Linked DNA regions of Mus musculus: region 1 is linked to region 2. A link is a contact called in public HiChIP or PLAC-seq data. All regions are on one chromosome and are shown on one strand. Each heading gives the region's core, a stretch centred on a gene start, on an enhancer-like site or on the middle of the called end of the contact. The rest is flanking DNA. Distances are from core to core; before and after follow the strand shown. Region 1 has its middle 19 kb from the start of Gm34201. Region 2 holds the start of Rtl6 (retrotransposon Gag like 6).

Region 1 (6,541 bases), core at 3,930-6,429, 53 kb after region 2:
GTTGTGTAGCTCCCATACCAGAGGACAGAGCTGGCAGACTTAGCAGATACACTGTGCTGGTTGGTTTTCGTCACCTTGACACGAACCTGGACATGTCTAGAAAGAGGGAACCTTAACTAAGAAAATGCCTCCATCAGATTAGCCTGAAGGCAATTCTGTAGAATGTTTTCTTTATAAATGATTGATGTGGAAGGACCCAGCCCATGGTGGGTGGTGCCATTCCTGGGCTGCTGATCCCGGGTTCTATAAGAAAACAGGCTGAGCAAGCCATAAGGAGCAATCCATTAAGCAGCACCCCTCCATGGCCTCTGCATCAGCTCCTGCCCTGACATCCTTTGATGAAATGGTAGACTATGATATGGAACTATAATAACCCTTTTCTCCCCAAGCTGCTTTCGGCCATGGCGGGGTTTTTTGTTTTGTTTTGTTTTGTTTTGTTTTGTTTTGTTTTGTTTTTTGTTTTGTTTTGTTTTTCAAGACAGGGTTTCTCTGTGTAGCCCTGGCTGTCCTGGAACTCACTCTGTAGACCAGGCTGGCCTCGAACTTAGAAATCCACCTGCCTCTGCCTCCCCAGTGCCGGGATTAAAGGCATGCGCCACCACGCCTGGCTGGCCATAGCGTTTTTATCACAACAGAAACCCTAACGAAGACACCCCTCACCAGAGCCAGTGCCTTCAAGCTTCTTGCTCTAGCAACCTCAATGCATCATCATATTCTCTCTCTCTCTCTCTCTCTCTCTCTCTCTCTCTCTCTCTCACATAACACAGCTGCTGTGTATGCAGATTTCACAACCATATTCCAAGCAGAACGAAGAGAAAAACCAAAGGCTGAAAGTCACGAGGTGTCTCCCTGGAAGTCTTTGTCTTTACTTTAGAAGATGGGGAGCCAGGCAGTGGTGGCACACACCTTTAATCGCAGCACTTGGGAGGCAGCGGCAGGCAGATTTCTGAGTTTGAGGACAGTCTGGTCTACAGAGTGAGTTCCAGGTCAGCCAGGGCTACACAGAGAAACCCTGTCTCAAAAAAAAAAAAAAAAAAAAAAAAAAAAGACGAAGAAGAAGAAGAAGAAGAAGAAGAAGAAGAAGAAGAAGAAGAAGAAGAAGAAGAAGAAGAAGAAGAAGACGAAGAAGGGGGTACTCTCCCCCAAAGGTCTACCCACTTCTCACTGGCCATGTCTAGCTGCAAGGGAAGCTGAGAACATAAAGATTAGGTTTCCCTTCTTACTATTAGAGGAGAGGAAATAAGTTAGACTAGGTCCTTTCAGATATCAGCTGCCACCAGAGGTTGCCCTGGACCAGTAGCCTCTTCCTCTGTGCTCTTACGTGAGACGTTAGTGATCAAATCCATACAAACCTATAGTGAGGGAAGCTGTGGGGACTGAGGGAAGGTGCAAGGACAGCATCCGGTAAAGGAAAAGAGGAAGAGAGCTCGCCCCACTTGAAGCTCTGCTAGTGTCTTCTCAAGCACTAGCTGTCGTACCCCCATGTCTGCCTACGCGTCTGCCTGCAGCCCCAACTGGAAACACTGTTTCCAGCCTGTCCCTGTCCTTTCTCAAGAGTGTCTTCCATAGCAGACAGTCAGCTCTGGAGCCTGTCACTGAGTCAGGCTGCCTCAGTCCTCTCAGAACGAGACTGAGATCATCAGAGTGAAAGCCAGGGAAGAGATGAAGCAGCTGAAGAGAATCTGAGAACAGGGCAGAAGGGCGGTGGTGGTACATGCTTTTAATCCCAGAGCTCGGGAGGGAGATGCAGGCAGAGCTCTGAGTTCGAGGCCAGCCTGATCTACAGAGTGAGTTCCAGGACAGCCAAGGATACACAGAGAAACCCTGCCTCTGAAAGAGAGAGAGAGAGAGAGAGAGAGAGAGAGAGAGAGAGAGGGAGAGAGGGAGAGAGAGAGAGAGAGAACACAGATCAGAGACATGGGGTGAGAAAATGGAAAGAACACAGGGAAGCTGTCAGCCCCGCCCAGTGTGTAAGAAAGGATGAACTATTGAAGGAAGATAAAATATTGTAACTTGTGAGTTGTTTAAGAGCCCACTGCCCCGGTCTGGGACTGAGAACAAAGCAGAACAAGCCCCCAGGCAGGCCAAGGCAGGGCTGTTGTTAAGGCATTCCTAAGAACATCTTGGCCATAAAGATGAAAAGGTATTCAAGGACAAATGGGGCTACATTATCTAAGCTAACACCATCTGGCCGGAATCACCCCTCAATCCGGGGACAGGCAAGGCCATCTTATCTAAAGTCCACACCATCTGGCCGGAACCTCCTTTCTTTTACCCCCTTGGCACCAAGTAAAGTCATATACATCAACTGGTTGTTATGTGAACAAAGATAAGCCCCCAGCCCACAGGAACAAAGTCCTGATGCACTGTGTTCTTTCTGTTAATGTTTGAATAAGCCAATAGTGTGTCACTATGCTGAATTCCACACCCCTAAGCCCCTTACCCCATAAAAGCCCCTGGCTTTTGAGCCTCGGGGCCGGCATCTGTTATCTCCTGTGTGGGATTCATGCCGGTCCGGAGCTCCGTAATTAAACGTCCTCATGTAATTACAGCGAGTGGGTCCTCGTGTTTCTTTGGGTGCTCTCACACTCCCGAGACTAGAGTGGGGGTCCCCGAAAGGGGGTCCTACACTATCAGCATCCCATAGCCCAGAGGCCAGGAGCAGACAGGCTGCTGCTTCTTTTTTTTTGTTGCCCCCCCCCAATTCATAAAAGCTGAATGAATTTCATGAAAGCAGACATTTTTAAAAACTTAAAATCAAGAGGGAAATTGTTTACAAGGGAAAAACAAAAAACAAAACAAAACAAAACAAAAAAAAAAAAAAACCAGTTCCCTCAGGGTCTGCCCAGCAAAAATCCACAAGGAATTTTCTCCTTGCCCCTGGGACCGCCCCTTCTGTCCCTGAGACCTCCCCCTTCTGCCCCTGGGACTTGCCCTTTTTTCCCCTGGGACCTGCCCTTTTGTCCATGCAGTGGCTTGGGGGTCCCAGGACAGGTGGCAAGGTATGGTCCTGACATTTGGGACTTCACACCAAGCTGCTGCCTCCCCCACCCTGACAGGAAGACCACATGAACTGATCCCAACATGGCTGTCCAACACCAAATAGTCCATAGCCTGTCCACCAGCAGCCTTTGACCCTGTGAACTGAGAGACTCAAACCATCCTCCCACTGCAGCCTGCTGTGTCTGTTGTCTCTCCCTGGCTCTAGCTGGTATGGAATTCTCCTCAAAGTCTCTGTCTACCCGAACACGTAGCTGTCCTTTCAAGGACTGGAAGAGTGGTGTGCCCTCCTCCTCGGCAACAGATCTCCAAACTGCTACTACAAACCTGCAAAGCCACGTGTGGGGACGACTTCAGAGCTAAGAATATCCAAGCAGGTAGGGAACAGGTGCCAAGGAAGCCCCCCCCCCATTCCCACCCACGTCACAGGCTCACCTGGCAGCAGGTAGCTGTGAGCGGGACCGTACATGTGAATGCAAAAACTCAAGCCTCGACGGAGATAAAGGAGTTTTCATTCTGGAGTCAGGTAAGAGTGACTAACGGCCCCCGGGGACACATTTGCGTTAGTGGTGCGGCAGGTGCGTGAAGTTTTTATGAACAGAACAAAGAAAGGCGTAAGCCAACACGCTTTCAAGTGAGTTGGTGGAAATATCAGGTAGGGGAGCTCCAGGTGACTGGCGACATCTCTGTTCTGAGTCTTAGATGCTCTTAGCGTTTGGATTGGTGAAAGCTTGGGGGGATCTCTTCATACATTCCAAATAATTTGCCTAATAATTACAAGACTGTTAGGCCCCATCCAGAGGTAGACCTATAAGTCTATCATTAAAGGGAGTTAAAGATAACCCAAGATAATTTGTAATTAGCCTCTGGATCGGAAACATTCTAACTGTTCTACAGTTGTTTGAAGTTCCCATCTGTCAATCAGCATATAAGGGGTGTGGCTTCCTTTTTGAGAAACTTTGCTGGAACAGGGCAGGAGCTGAGCAGTGGACTGTGACCACTGAAGGTGATGGGGAACAGAAAGGACCCAGAGAGGCCTCTCCTGGTGGCCTCAGAGACAATTGCTGATAATCTCCCGGTGTTCTCTGGAGTGGGTGGGGACAGGCCTGACACAATGCGGTTACTTTCTTATCTTCTCTATCGCTTACCACCACCAGCACCCACCCAGCCCACCCCGGAGTTCCCAGTGAACTGTGCCCCAGATTAAACAATAGTCAGCAAGCCATAAAACGGGGTGTGCTCTGGTGGAATCTGGGGACTAGGGAAACAATCTTGCCCTGTCCCTGCCCTTGAGGGTAAAGGGTTCTAGGTTCTTATCCACCCCATCCCCCACCCGTGAAAGAACTGAGCAGAGACACACAGATACAGCAGAAGCCATGGCCTCTGATTTTTCAAAAGATCCACTACCAAGGGGTGAGCCCAACCAGCAGAGTACAAAAGGCTTGGATGATAGAGGGAAGGTTTGGGGGCTCATTTGCATAGAGCGGTCCTTGCTGCACAGGCTCTCCCTCACTTGTAGTTCCACGCCCAGCTTCATGCATCCTGTGTCTCATTGGCATCTTAAGTCTCCATCCAGGGGTGAGCCACACATCACCTGTGGACACTAGAGTGACGACATCCATGACAGTAGCCAGACTTACTTGACCACATCTGTTATTTTCCCATAATGCCGACTGTTTTAAAACTTTCCAGTCCAGACCACGTTGTCTGAGCAATTTCTTCTGCTTCAGTATCACTGCTTGTAAGACCCTGTGGCCACGTCAGGCCATCTAGATACTCCAGAACAATTACCTACTTGCAGGGTCCTAATCTTATCTTCGCCTCTGTAATGTCCCTTCGACAATGCAAGATTCAAGGTGGATTGGGGAAGGTCACGTGGCTAAAGCCAGAGCTGGCAACCCTAGTAGGAAGATGAAAACATGCCAGCAGGGACTAGCTTTGACTCCTTTAATCGCCCCCCAACACCTGCAGAGGAGAACTTGGCTCTTAAGTCTCTAATCTGGAAGACAGGCTCCATGCCCCGCCCACCAGAGACAGCGCACTTAGTGGGGATCAAAGCAGCTCCTGTCTCTAGCCAGAAAGAGGAAGAAGCAGCTAAGAGCTCCCAGCCCCAGCTCAGAGCCAGCTGAGTACACGAGCTCTGTGTGTATACACCACACCCCTGCTCCAAGTGCCACCCACGTGCAGGCGCAAAGCTTGATCAGCGCCATCTCCCCACAGATGCGGGAGCGCTGACATCAGCAGGAGAGCCTTGGATGCTATCTGAGGTGACTTGTAGATCAAGTGTATTCTCGGAGCAGAGCTCATTGACACAGAAGATGTCTGTGGGGGTTGAATCCTTATAATGACGACACTCTAGGAGAGCATATGCCCACCCCACCAACTGCAGGCTGGACCCTCTAGTATCCTGTCCTTGCCTGTACCTGGACACCCGCTTCCAGTCTATACACCTGCATCTGACTAGAGAGAAGCCCCTTTCCACTGCCCTCACCAGCCAGGAAGAGCCAGCAACGTTTTACAGCTGGCCAGTCCCAAGCCTACTCTTCTCAGCACTCAATAGCTTCTTCCTGTCCCTTAGGGGACACCTGCTTTTCTGGGGTCCCTCCAACCTCGAGTGCCCGAGAAAATTATTTCCCTGATCAAATATTCATGGGTCTGTCAAGCCTGAAATAAGCCTACAAAGAAGAAAGGCAATTTGTGTCCGGCATAAATGCTTGACAGGGTGCGTGAAACCCCGCAGCTGGCTTCTGAGTCGTCCCTGGGCCCCTTCTCCTCCACCCTCTAACAGTAGACCTCTCAGGCAGATGCGCTGTGCGGTCTGGAACTCCTGCAGGACTCTGCCCTTCATCATCTGTGCAATACCGAACAAGAGGCCGGTGTTCCTTTGACACAGCCTCCCACTTCTGCAAAGTCCTGCTGTCCTGGAAGCAGTGACTCCAGACTCTGGGGACACCAGTGCAGGCCTCTCAGATGAGGCCAAGTAGTCAGGGCCACGACCCCATGAGGGGCCATCACTGTCTCACACATCGACTCCTTTATCCTTAACCTGCCTCACAAGAATGAAGCAACAGCAAGACAAGGCACTCAATGCCAGACTTCGGTTCTGCCCGCCTGGAGCTCGGATCACCCATGTGAGGACTCCCACCACCCGTGTCACTGTGAAGACTGCTTGTCTGGTACTTTGGAGACCATGAATGGTAAATTTGGAATGTTCCAGGAAAACAAAAGGCCAGTGCGGGAGAGACAAGAGAGGAGAGATGTGAGCAGAGACTCAGGAGACCATACTGGATGGGTGGGCACAGGTCCATCACTATGTTCTTACCAGAGGGAATTTGGATGTAAAAAAAAACCTAGAGAGGAGAGTCTAGGGGGGTGCAAAGCAGAAGTGGGAGGGGTGAAACTAGGAGGCCAGGGAAATGTCCCTGTTTCCAGAAAAACCTAGAGCCAGAAGGGGCAGGAAGGAACCCTCCTGTGTATTCTAGATACATAGGAATCACATTCCGATGTATACCCTGGTCTCAGACTTCTGGTCCCTAGACTG
Region 2 (5,935 bases), core at 278-2,777:
GCCGCACAGCGGGGTGGGTGACCAATGCCGATGACAGGATGGTCTCCCGTAGACCAGAGAGGCGTGAAGGGTGCCTCAAACAGGGCAAAGCTACTGAATTGACAACTCTCAACAACGGAGTCTAGCTACCTGGGTGGACACAGACTACCAGGGTGGTGGCAAGTCCTTAAAGGTTCCGGCCACGAGAGGGCAAGGCTGGTGCGGGATTGGTCCCGTTGGAGGCTGGATGCACCGGGCAGGATCCTGTGCCAGCTGCGGCCAGTTGGCGACACAACATCTGGCGCTCCCGCTCTCGCTCCCGCACAGCCCTATTGGACGCGGATGTCTTCCGGATTTGTGCTCGCCTTGAGTGCCTCAGCGGGGACTTGTAGGTTCTGCGGAGCTCAGCCAGAAACCCCTGGTAATTGTTTCGCAAAGGGCTGTCTGGTTGCATGTGGGGGATGGCCCACTTCTCCGCCTCCCCAGTCAGACGGGATACCAGGAAGGCCACTCTCTCGGCTTCACCGGGGAAGCGGGAGGCTTGAAAAATCATGAACCTGTCCATCTGCATCAGGAACCCTGCCAACTGTCCAGGGTCTCCTGAGAAGGGTTCAGGCAGTGAGGTGGGTGGCGTGGTCATGGGTCGGGTCCCATTGGAGGTGATGGCAGAGATAGGTGGAGTAATCTGTAGAGCGCCAGGGATGCGCGCTCGGGTGCGCAGCAGAGTTAGTTCGGCCATCACACTCTCCAGCATGTTGGTGAGGTTGGCCTTCTCCGCCCTCAGTGTGGAGGCCTCGCGCCTCAGCGCGGAGTTGGTGAGGCGCAGAGAGGTCAGGGTGTCAACTACGTCATCCATCTGAGCGCTGGCACCAGGGGCAGAGGCTGGGCTTTCAGTTTTGGAGGTCCGAGGTTGGACCATGCTGGCGGCCAAAGTTAAGCCACAGGTACCTGGAGAACCAGAGCGCAAGGCCTTGGATGCTGAAGCAAGCCTGAGGACGCTGGTCCTGTCCTGGATGCAGTTCCTTTCTGCAAGCTTCGCAGGATCAAAGTGTGGGTCGCTGGCTGGACCTGCCCAGGCCCTGAAGGATGCTCGAGCTGGATAGCCCTTGTAGAATGCATAGGCTGGATCTGCCCAGGCCTTACGAGATGCGCGGACCTGCCAGACTTTGCAGGATGCACCTGCCGGAGCTCGGGCTGCGGATGCAGGCACTGACCACCGGTGCCATGCGACCACCCGCGCGTGAACAAAGGCGTCGGCACCTGGGCTGGCCCAGGCTGGGCGGCGTATGTACCTGTCGCTCCGCTGCTCCCTCCGCTGCCAAGATGGCCCGAGGGTCGAGGCCGCGCCCGGCCTGTACGTCACGGAGGCCGCCGGAACTGCTTTCCGGGCAGCGGCGGCGGGGGTGGCAATTCCTGCGGGGCTGGCTTGACCTGGTCCCGGCGCTGCGCTGCGCGGTCACCGCGCGGTCTTTGTGCAGGCGCGGCCAGCTAGACGGCCGCTGGGAACCTGGCAACTGGGCCAGGGCCTGCTGGTTGCCATAGAGACCGCTCGCTCTCGGAGCAGCGGCCGGGACCTTGCCTTCCGGAAGTGACGCACCTGCGCCTTTCTCAACAGCCTATTAGCGAGGAGCTTGGCTTCTGCCAGCTGAAATCTTGGAAAGATTAGCTTGGAAATTAGATAGTCTTGGAAAGATTATCTTCTTTACGATTCCTACCCAGGCCGCTCGCGGAGCCTCTCAGAGACAGTATCTTTTTTTTTTTTTTAAGTGAGATTGATTTTTCTTCCTGTGATTTGAACACCATTCGCATGAACTGTATGATCATGGTAGCAGATCTTGACAAGAAAACTATTTTTTTTTTTTTTTGAGGCAGTCTCCTGTAAACCAGACTGGTCTGGAAAACTCAGAAAGTAGCCAGAAATGACCTTGAACCTCTCCTGCCTCTACATTCCCCGTGGTGGATTGTGGGAATTCAATACTGGCTCTGAACCCACAATGTAGCCAAGGATGACTACGACCCTCTCATCCTTCGGTTGCCACCCCGGGTGTGCTGGGGTTACTTGCTCTGAGTGCCATAGCCCTCCGTGCACAATGTTGAAGGTTAAACCCAGGGCCTCATGCTTGCAAGCATGCCACCACTGAGCTGAATCCCCATCCTTGGAAACGTCTTTCAAAAACAAAGCAGAAACATTACAGTTCCCCTCAGTGTTCTACACGCGCGCGCGCGCGCGCGCGCGCACACACACACACACACACACACACCATCTTGTTCAATAGTCCACCATTTTCCCATTAGTATCCTAATAGGAAACATTGACTTTTGTGCCTTGTAGATGGTCATGTCTCCCTAGTCACATTGAATTTTGAGATTTTCCTAGGGGAGGTAATACAGAAGCATGTCTTTCTATTATTGCCTAGGGCTTCACCGAAAGCCTGTGCTACCTTTTACTCCTGCCTGCCCTCTTGATAGATGGCCAACTTACCTTACACGCTGAATTTTGTGAGCATAGTTTATGTGAGTCTTAGCCCCTTCCTCTGACAGTTGTTCCTCATGGTCAGTTCCATACTGGGATAAACTGGGAGAGACAATACCATCTGTGAAGCCCTCCTATGATGCAGTCTAGCGAGAGTGACTGCAGGTGGGAGACAGACCTGGGGTGGAGATGTGTTCATTCGGTCTATAGATTTTGGTCTTGGAGTGAGGGATTGTGGCTGAGGGTATCCACACTATGAGAGTGTTATAGAATCTAATGCTGTGCTCGTGAGGGGTGGCCCCTGGAAAAAAAATCACACCACACTACAGACCTGGTGTAAGGAGGTTTATCTGGGGGAACAGAGGGGAGTGAGGACATGGAGAAAGGTTAGAAGGAGAAAGACAGGAGTAGAGCCATGGGGGCAGAGAAGGGGGGCAGAGGAGGACAGAAAGGAGAGATAAGCCAGCCAGGAACACATGGGAGTAGAGAGAAATGGAGAAGGGAAGGGAGGGAGAAGGGGAGAGGGAGGGAGAGGAGAGAGAGAGAGAGAGAGAGAGAGAGAGAGAGAGAACTGGGGTAGCCCTGCCAGGCCACCTGCACCTGGTAGCAGGCAGGTGATGACGTAAGCCTTTGCTAGGTTCCAGGAGGAGCCTAGCAGAACTGCCTGTGGTAGGCTAGCAAAAAGAACTCTTGCATTCCCTTGCTCCAGACTGTATATTTTCAGCCATCAAGAACTCTCCAGAGCATGAAGCAAGAGAGGATAGGACAGTGTACCCTCATGCCACTTCTGCAAGGTCTCCAAAATCAGGGGGAGGCAGGGGCTGCTGTCACCTTGACTGAGGCCAAGGAGTTCAAACTCAAACTTGTTCTGGATTGGGCTCCCTCTTCACCCCCCCCCCCACACACACACCGTGTTTCTGAACATACCTGGGCATCCATCCCCTTGTGTGTCAGGCTCTCAGAACCACAGTGGTACCTCCCAGGTCCCTGGATGCTGTGGGCTACAAAGGGGCTGCAGTTCAGCCGTGATGGACAGTGTAATTCTAAGGTCCCCCAGTGCCTTGGAGAGAAATGCCATATGTTGCTGAGAAAGTTCCACAATAGCCTCACTCTTCAGTTCCAAGTGAGAAAAATTTTCTATTGAGCATGTACTGAGGAAAGTAAAAGAACAATTTGCACGCAGCAAATACAAGCAGCAGGCAGACAGCAAAACATCGGCAAATCAGTGCTCACAGAACCCAGCACAGGCATCTGGAGCAGCCTGGTTGAGAATAGGCCAAGGTAACAGCATCAATGATGGCTGCACTGGCTGGTTTTGTGTGTCAACTTGACACAAACTGGGGTTATCACAGAGAAAGGAGCCTCCCTTGAGGAAATGCCTCCATGAGATCCAGCTGTAAGGCATTCTCTCAATTAGGGATCAAGGGTGGGAGGTCCCATTGTGGGTGGTGCCATTTCTGGGCTGGTGGTCATGAGTTCTATAAGAGAGCAAGCTGACTAAGCCATTGGAAGCAAGCTAGTAAGCAGCACCCCTTCAGGGCCTCTGCATCAGCTCCTGCCTCCATGTTCCTGCCCTGTGTGAGTTCCTGTCCTGACTTCCTTTGGTGATGAACAGCAATGTGGAAGTATAAGCTGAATAAACCCTTTCCTCCCCAACTTGCTCTCTTGGTCAGGATGTTTGTGCAGGAATAGAAACCCTGACAAAGACAACGGCTGAGGATGCCCCGCCCAGCAATGGCTAGAGAAGAAACACTTAGTGAGAACTCACTTGCAATCAATATGCTTCCTGATTCCCACTTCCACCATAAGCTTGTGTGTGTGTGTGTGTGTGTGTGTGTGTGTGCCTCTGGGTTAGATGATTTTAAGATCCTTAGCTACTGGCTGTCTTCCTTTCTCCTGAGCTGAAGCAGGGGCCAGATTGCCCCAGGACAGGGAGTTTTAGAGATCCCTTGAAATGAACATGCTAGGGTCTGGCACAAAGGAGCCCCCCTCTACTCCCAGAGTCAGCCTTCAGTAACCTTGAACAACACAGGACAATTTGCCAATAAAAATGAAAGAAAGAAAGCTCAGCCTAATTTTGGAAATGATAAATCATGACACTTGCTTGTATTTTGTCTCATTTCGAAGAGGCTATTGTCCAGAAAAAGTGGAGGAAAACGAAAATGCAAAGACAGGTTTGTTGGTTTGTTTGTCTGTTTTTGAGACTAGACTACGTAATCCAGGCTGGCTTCAAATTTCATGCAGGATGCCTTGAACTTCCAATCCTCCAGCCCCCACCTCCCTAGTTGCACAACTATTTTTTTGCAATGGAGAGTAAGGCCAGATGTTGCAGGATATTTGATCACATTGTGAACCCTGACACTGTGAACCAGAAAAGCCTGTTTCTTGTCGTGGTGTGGCTCAGCAGTAGTGCACATCTTTAACCCCTGGACCTTGAGGGCCTTTCTGTTAACAAGAGCTAAATAAAGTCAACGATAGGTCAAGAGGTGACAGAGCAAGCAACCAGTTGACATCGAGGGAACATCAGTAAACCCAGGAAAGAGAAAGGGGGGTCTTTGAGTTGAAGGGTATTTGAGACAGCCTGGAGAGGGAGAAGAAGAGGGTGTGTTTTCCTTCTGGGACAGCGGTGGAGTAGGAAGGTCAGCTGGGTGCTTTCTCTGCTCACTGAGCTAGCAGGCTTTCACAACAGCATCTGGCTCCTGAATCTTCATTTGATAAATCGAATGTTTGAAATTTTGTTTAAAACAACAACACAGTGTCTCATGTGTGTTAGGCGAGCTACTCTACCAACTTAGGCAAGACTCTGCCAATTTAGGCAAATATTCTACCAACTTGGACAAGCACTCTGCCAATTTGGGCAAGCACTCTGCCAATTTGGGCAAGTACTCTGCCAACTTGGGCAAGCACTCTGCCAACCTGGGCAGGCATTCTGCCAACTTGGGCAAGCACTCTGCCAACTTGGGCAAACACTCTACCAACTTGGGCAAGCACTCTGCCAACTTGGGCAAACATTATACCAGTGTAGGCAAGCACTTGACCAACTTGGACAAACATTTTACGAGCCTAGGCAAGCACTCTACCAACTTGGGCAAACATTATACCAGCTTAGGCAAGCACTTGACCAACTTGGGTAAGCACTCTGTCAACTGAGTTCTAGCTCCAACCACCAAAACTAAAAGAAATTTTAAAATAAGAAAAGCAGCGGAAGAGGGAATGGCCAACCAGTGACCATCCCAGCTTGAGACCCATACCATGAGAGAGAACCTGCCCGACACTGTTAATGATATCCCTCTATACTTGTAGACCGTAGCCTAGCATAACTGTCATCTGAGAGGATTCACCCAGCAGATACAGATGACCAACAGCCAAACATTAGGCAGAGCTTGGGGAATTCGACAGAAGATGGGTGTGATGGTTTGTATATTCTTGGGCCAGGGAGTGGCACCATTTGGAGGTGTGGCCTTGTTCGAATAGGTGTGACCT

The links. HiChIP or PLAC-seq counts read pairs in DNA pulled down with a chosen protein or histone mark.
Region 1: an H3K27ac HiChIP or PLAC-seq map of extraembryonic endoderm stem cells shows a contact between it and region 2, with 3 times the contacts expected there. The contact joins the enhancer-like site here to the promoter of Rtl6 in region 2. A contact is called at or near these places in 4 of 39 promoter capture datasets (embryonic stem cells, maxillary cranial neural crest, neural stem cells and 1 more), 21 of 484 Hi-C or Micro-C datasets (CD4 single positive thymocytes, LSK cells, Sertoli cells and 16 more), 8 of 115 datasets of contacts at active chromatin or transcription factors (double positive thymocytes, embryonic forebrain, embryonic stem cells and 4 more) and 3 of 9 other capture datasets (adipose tissue, liver and pancreatic islet).

Annotation. Positions count from the first base shown.
Region 1 is chr15:84,605,157-84,611,697 of GRCm38.p6, forward strand. No RefSeq gene overlaps it. Among named protein-coding and RNA genes, the nearest start is that of Gm34201, 19 kb to the right of the region's middle. Within about 2 kb of position 5,180, at least 41 of the 459 cell types and tissues checked have an H3K27ac peak or open chromatin away from gene starts, as enhancers often do. A contact at or near this core is called in centroblasts and extraembryonic endoderm stem cells, where this site is marked.
Region 2 is chr15:84,556,296-84,562,230 of GRCm38.p6, forward strand. It overlaps Rtl6 (retrotransposon Gag like 6), which reads right to left and starts at 1,528. Exons shown (of 1, transcript NM_177630.4): 1 at 1-1,528. The coding sequence starts at 898. The coding sequence ends at 167.